2 separate regions of the Mus musculus genome follow, and region 2 is linked to region 1. The links are chromatin contacts, called in public HiChIP or PLAC-seq maps. All regions are on one chromosome and are shown on one strand. The core of a region is the stretch at or near the end of the contact, and the rest is flanking DNA. Distances in the headings are between cores, read along the strand shown.

Evidence for each region. HiChIP or PLAC-seq counts read pairs in DNA pulled down with a chosen protein or histone mark.
Region 2: an H3K27ac HiChIP or PLAC-seq map of microglia shows a contact between it and region 1, with 6 times the contacts expected there. The contact joins two enhancer-like sites. A contact is called at or near these places in 1 of 484 Hi-C or Micro-C datasets (the G1E-ER4 cell line) and 1 of 115 datasets of contacts at active chromatin or transcription factors (microglia).

The regions. Positions count from the first base shown.
Region 1 is chr4:139,042,364-139,045,629 of GRCm38.p6, forward strand. All of the region lies in intron 14 of Tmco4 (transmembrane and coiled-coil domains 4), which reads left to right. Among named protein-coding and RNA genes, the nearest start is that of Gm33214, 25 kb to the left of the region's middle. Within about 2 kb of position 1,443, at least 13 of the 459 cell types and tissues checked have an H3K27ac peak or open chromatin away from gene starts, as enhancers often do. A contact at or near this core is called in microglia, where this site is marked.
Region 2 is chr4:139,597,391-139,600,656 of GRCm38.p6, forward strand. All of the region lies in intron 1 of Iffo2 (intermediate filament family orphan 2), which reads left to right. Among named protein-coding and RNA genes, the nearest start is that of Aldh4a1, 24 kb to the right of the region's middle. RefSeq lists an enhancer at 51-3,266. Within about 2 kb of position 1,706, at least 322 of the 459 cell types and tissues checked have an H3K27ac peak or open chromatin away from gene starts, as enhancers often do. A contact at or near this core is called in microglia, where this site is marked.

The sequences.
Region 1 (3,266 bases), core at 193-2,692:
GTGGATGGATGGATGGATGGATGGATGGATGGATGGATGGATGGATGGATGGATGAATGGGTGGGTGGGTGGGTGGGTGGGTGGATGGATGGATGGATGGATAGATGGGTGGGTGGGTGGATGGATGGATGGGTGGGTGGATGGATGGGTGGATGGATGGATGGATGGATGGGTGGGTGGGTGAATAGATAGATAGAATACTGGTTGCCGTAGCTAATGCTTGCACTCAGTAGGAAGAATTAGCACAAACTCAAGGTCAGCCTGAGCTACACAAGGAGTTCCAGGCCAGCCTGAGGTACAGATGAGCTCTTGTCTTAAAAGAGAGAGCAAAAGAAAGAGCGAGAGACCCAGAAAGTGAGGGGGCAGGCAGAAATAGGTCTATATTAGCATATTTCTAGTGTGGCAATTGTGCAGACTAATTAGCTTTTCCACTAATTAGCAGTGTAAATTCTCCCATTACAGATACCCCATAAACGCTAATTAAGTTGCAGCAGATTCTCCTTGAAGTGCTGAGCTGAGCTTCCAAGGAGTAGAGAAACAAAAACAGAAGAGAAGAGGTGATGGGAGGTGTTGGGAGGTGATGCGAGGTAATGGGAGGGTCCAGGCCTGTGACCCAGCACTTCGAGGCTGAGGCATCCGGCTCAGACCTCATGCTTAGAAAATCAGTATGTTACAGTTGTTTAAAACATAGGTTAAAAACTGCAGCTGAGTAGAGAGGAGCTAGAGGTGGCATGGCATGGCATAGGGTGGCACACGCCTTTAATCCAAGCACTGGGAGAGAGGCAGGCAGCTCTTCTTGAGTTTGAGGCCAATCTGGTCTACAAATCAAGTTTCATGTCAATCATATCTAATAAGGAAAGAAGAAGGAAAAAAAAAAAAAAGGAGAAGGCCGGAGGGGTGGCAGCACAGCCTTTTGACTCCAGCACCCAAGAGGCTGAAGCAGGAGGGCCATGAGTTCTAGGCCAGCCTGGGTTTTATATAGAGATTCTCTCAGAAAAGAAAAAAGATAGAAGAAACCCAACAGATTAACAAGACACTAGAAAAATAAAAAAAATAATGGGCCTGATGATAGCTGTGCACACCTTTAATCCCAGCACCTGGGAGGCAGAGGCAAGAGGTTCCCTGAGTTCAAGCCCAGCCTGGTCAACAGAGTGAGTTCCAGGACAGCCAGGGCTACACAGAAAGACTCTGTCTTAGAAAAACCAAAGATAGATAGATAGATAGATAGATAGATAGATAGATAGATAGATAGATAGATAGATAGATAGATAGATAGAATAACAAGAGATTTGAATATAAATCAAATGAAATTTCTGGACATGAGAAGGCAGGGTGTGAAATCCATGCCTGGTGCTTCAGTAACAGCTTAGACAGAGGAAGAGAGAAACCACAGCAAGATCTATTTGCAGAAATTGCCCACAATGCCTTTGTGGGGGTAAGGAAGTGGAAAACGGGAATGAGGAAGTTCCTTGGTTGCCTAATGCAAAATCTGAGAGAAGAGCCAAGGTGGGAGAGGGAGTTTAATGCCTGAGAATTTTCCAGAAGTGAGTCCTGCCTGAGCTTCAGGGAGCAGCTATGCCTGGTTAGTAGACTCTTGGGAAGAAACACTGTTCACCGAGAGCCACTGAGGGTGGATGGTTTACTGCAGAGCAGGGAAAACTGCCTTTACTCAAGTATGCGCATGCTCATAATCAGTCCATCTAGTCCCAACTAGATTGCAGTCCTCAGTTTACCAGAAATTGTATTCCCAAGTGACACGCCCTCAATGAAGGACCCATGGGGTTCATGCCTAGAATCCCAGCACCTGAGAGGTGGGAGGCCAGCCTTGGCTACATAGTGAATCTGGGGCCATCTAAGCAATGTGAGACCTTGTCCATAAATAAATTACATTTCTGATGGGAAAGCCAAGACCCTGTGTATCAAAATATAAACACCAGCCAATGAAATTAGTAGAAAACTCTAGAGCATAAGAATGTTCTCTAGCCCTGTTGCTAATATTGTTCCCCTGTGATATCTGTCGAGCTGGGCCTCCATTGTTCACATTTCCCTCAACAACTATTGTCTTCCAAGCTTCTACTAGGATGGCCCAGTAAGCACAGCTTATAGCATTTGGCCACCTTCCTAGTCCAAAATCCCAAAGTCTTCCTCTTTCCTCCAAAGAGTAGCCTGGTCGGGCCTGTTCTGTGATGAGACACCATGACCAAGGCAACTTATAAAATAAAGTATTGAACTTGAGACTCACAGTTCCAAAGGGTTAGAGTTTATGACCGTCACACTCGGGAGCATGGTTGCAGGCAAGCAGAGGTGGCGCTGTAGCAGTTGCTGAGAGCTCACACCTCAATCCACAAACACAAGGCTTTTGAAACACCAAAGCCCACCCGCAGTGACAAACCACACCTCCTCCAACAAGGCTATACCTCTTCCAGCAAGGCCACACCTCCTGCAGCAAGGCCACACCTCCTGCAGCAAGGCCACACCTCCTCCAGCAAGGCCACACCTCCTCCAGCAAGGCCACACCTCCTGATCCTCCTCAAACAGTTCCACTAACGGCCAATATTCAAATATGTGAGCCTATGGGGCCATTCTCATTCAAACCACCACAGTGTGTGTTAAAAATCCAAAGGTTAGGGAAATAGCTCTGTAGCAAAGTGCTCGCCTAGTATACAAGGCCCTTGGTTCCATCCCTAGTAATGAAAACTATCAGATGGAAACTTTAATAGGTCATGAGCCCCTCTTTCTCCTTCTTGACTATCTATTCATATACTTGGCTCTGTTCATACACTTCTGTTTGACACGTGGTACCTACGCACCTCAGCCTAGTCATCACATGGTGCCTCTTGCACCCACCAAACTGAAAGTAGTCATCTTTGTGGGTACCTGTGATCTGTTTGTAATAACTCAATTTTGGAAGACACCATAGTTGTCAAAACATACTTGATTAAAAATTGTATCAGATCACAAAGGGAAGTGTGGAAAGGAAGGAGGGGATGGAATGTAAAAAGACCCAAACCCTACATGGTACTCGCTGTGTGTCCCAGGACAGCATTTGTAGGTCTCTGAGGCTGAATGCCCATGGTAGGATGGAGGTGTTCTGCTCACCTTCCAGGGTCACTTGGTCCTAAACTTTTCCTAAAGGAGGAGGTGGTAATGCTAAAAAATAAAGAGAGCCAGGCATAGTGGCACACACTTGGTATCCCAGCATGCAGGAGGCTGAGGCAGGAGGATTACAAATTCAAGACCAGCCTGACTACATATATTGAGACTCT
Region 2 (3,266 bases), core at 456-2,955, 560 kb after region 1:
GCAGGGCTTCCTTCCGTAGCGGGTGGGTTCACTTGAGGTCCCTGGCTGTCACCTTCACTGCCTATGTGCTGGAAGTCCCGGGAAGGAAGAAACGGGGAGAGGAAGGGGGGGGGAGTGCTTTCTGGGTTTGTGGCTCAGCCTTTAGCTTCCTGAGGCATGGGCTGGTGGTTGGTGGTGCCCTGGGTTGTCAAGGTGCCCTACCCCCCACCCCCGCCCTACTCCCTCATCATTTCTGTATTCTGTTGCAGACTCAGAGGGGCTGCAGTACAGAACAAACGAATGGGTGTGGTGTAGAGTGAAGATGTAGACTCAGTCAAGGTTACTGAGCCCCTTTGGAAGGTGCAGAGAAGCCAGTGAGGATCTGGGCCCTCCCAGAAGAACCAGCCCTGGGCTGTGTGGCCCAAGGCTCCCTGGTTGGTCTCTGCTGACGCTCCTGTCTAGCACATAAGGGCCTTTGGCTGAACCTCTGCTCTGCTGGAAGCCCCTTGTCTGCCCATACCTGGTCCTGCCCCAGGGTAGTGGGATGACTTCCCCTTGGTGAGTGGGCTGGAACAGAGAAGGCTTAGGCAGACCACAGGAAAGGAAGCTGCCGTCCACCCCCACCCAGGGCCAGGGCCAGGCCCCGGCCCACGCTTGGCCCAGAGTGAAGTTTTCCACTGAGGGCTCCAGCCCAGCCTCACCTGCGCCTGTTTCCCATCACCTGAGTGAGTCGGCCTGGGCGTGCCTGCTGCCAGGCGGGACCATTCTTGTTGTCCCACCCCCACCCCACCCTGAGGCTCCCGCCCAGCGCCCTTGCCTGCCTGGCCTGCACTTGGAGCTAGACTGAGCTGAAGTGCAGGATCCGATGCTCAGCCCTGTCTCGGCGCTGGGGTCTTCTTCACCCTCCTCTTCCTCTACTTGCAGAGTGGTTCCCACAACTATCTTCAGAAATGGGGAATATAGAAAAGCAACTCACAAAGGGCGATGAGTTCGCCTGGGATATCACAGCCGGGGGATGTGGGAACAGGCGTTGGAATGTTACCAAACTTGGAGTCGCTGTCTATACCCGAAGAAGCCATTCTTGAGCAGCTAATTAAAACAGCCAGATTAATAGTGTGAGAGAGGAAGACGTTCTCAGTGTGGCCACACTGGGGAGAGGGACAATGACCCCCTCAAGTCACTCTTGGGGGCTCGAAGCGAGGGGAAGTGTTTAAATAGCCATGGGTTTGAGCATCTATCCAGCCTTGGACAGAGTGCGGTTCTGCCCCGCCACTGACCTATCATCGTCTGGCTTCACCCTCATTGGTTAAAACTGTGTGGAATCCTTTTCCAGGAGACCAGGTTCCCTTTTGGCTGTCGCCTTTTCCCTTGCGCTGTTATGAGATTCCTTGGGGGGGGGGGGGTTCCATTTCTTGAGGTTCATTGTTTCCGTAGTCTGATAGTCAAATCAAGGGGGGCATAAAAGTGTCTCCTTTCTGAATGTCTTCATTTCTGCTTCTGTCTGTACAGTCTGGGGACTCTGGGATGGACTCCCCATGGGCCCGGGGTTGTCTGTGATGCTCTAATTATTTGCTGGGGCTGCACCCACTTTCTTCTGGGGCCTTTGAGCCTTTCTCTGACTGCACAGGATATGAAAGACCCATGAGTCAGCCCCTCTGTCAGCGGCTTCAGATTGGGTTTCCGTTTCTCCGTAGCTAGACTTTGTGGGCTTCTTCCTGCTTCTGTGTGTCATTTTGAGCTCATGCAAGAGGCAGAACTACTGGCCTGGTTCCAGCAGCTCGGACTAGGCTGGCTTTAAAGCTGCCTCCCCCACCCCACCCCCAGTGGTCAGCCGAGATTTCTCATCTGTCACGTGGTCCTAGCGCTGGCTCCTCTGGAATGCTGAGAGGCCACATCTGGCTGTGACGAGGCTGCCACCTCCCCCTCCAGCTGCCAGGCTCCCACATGTGCCTCTTCCGCCGCCGAGGTGGTGGTGGGGCTCCTTTGTGGGGTCATTTCCTCTCTCTGCATTGATTGTCTAATGTCCCTGCCTCCCCTCCAGGCCTTGAAAGGTTGTAAGTCGTGGGAGGGGAAGGCTTCTCTTTCTCCTGCAAGCTTCCTGTCCTGGCTGTATTTTGCCCCTCCCCCAGGAGGGATGTCTGAGCCCAGTGGCTGTAGAGAGAGCCTGGTTGTGCTGGGAATTTGGTTGTGGATTCCTCAGCCTGGGAGATAAAGATAAGACCCTGGGGTAGGGCTCAGGCCGAAGGAAGGGGCCTGAGTGTGGATCATTTCATTCATTCCTGCCCCCAGCCCCATTCATCCCCTCTCCCATTCATACACACACACACACACACACACACACACACACACACACACACACACACACACACACACACACACACTGCCCCCATTCACCTTCATACCCACCTATCCATCTACCTATTCATCTTCTGGTCTACCCATCTAACCCATGCCCTTTCATTTAATAAGGGTCAGCAAGATGGCTCAGCAGGGAAAGGCGTTTTGCCACCACATACCCCACATGGTGGAGAGAACGGATTCCCGTTCCAATCGTTGACTATCACACTCCTACCAAGAAGAGATCGCAAGGCTGGCCTCTAGCTGTAGACTCAGCTCTCCCTTTGCAGAGATCTTCTTTTCTCTAATCCCTCCTTGCTTCATCTAACCAGGGCCCAGGGTGCTCAGAGCAAGGTGAGGCTGCCCTCAGATGCTGGCATGGTGAAGAGGGTGGAGGTGGCCTCACTTAGAGCCCTATCGTTATCCCTGGCTTCATTCTTAGAAGAGAGCTCTGAGCGGTATTGATGCCCAGGCCATCTGAGAGGATATATCCTGGTCCCTCAGTCTGCCTTAAATCTGTGGCGGCATTCTGAGAGAGAAAAGCCTCGGAGGAGGAGGAAGAGGAGCAGGCTAACCCTTGCCTGGAGGCTAACATTCTTCCTCATCTTCAACATGGGAGCAGTCCTTGGGGGATTAAACGCTCCCAGTATAAGAACACACCTTCCTCTCCGGTTCTTGCATCTGCCACACCACACTTAGAAGTCAGACGAACTGAGTGTCAGGACAAAATAGAACCAACCACCCATCTGCTCACAGGTGGTCTCTTGAAGGTGACCCCAGCCCCCTGGTCTAGCTCAGAGCCACATCCTGATAGGAGTCTTGGGAACAAAGGCTTTCAGGATTTCGGTGAAGCTGGATCCTGGGGAAGATATACCACCTGCCTGTCCCCTGATAACCCAGGCAGCCAGTGGCTGAAGGGCAGAGATTTCTGCACTGTCAACGTGGCAGCC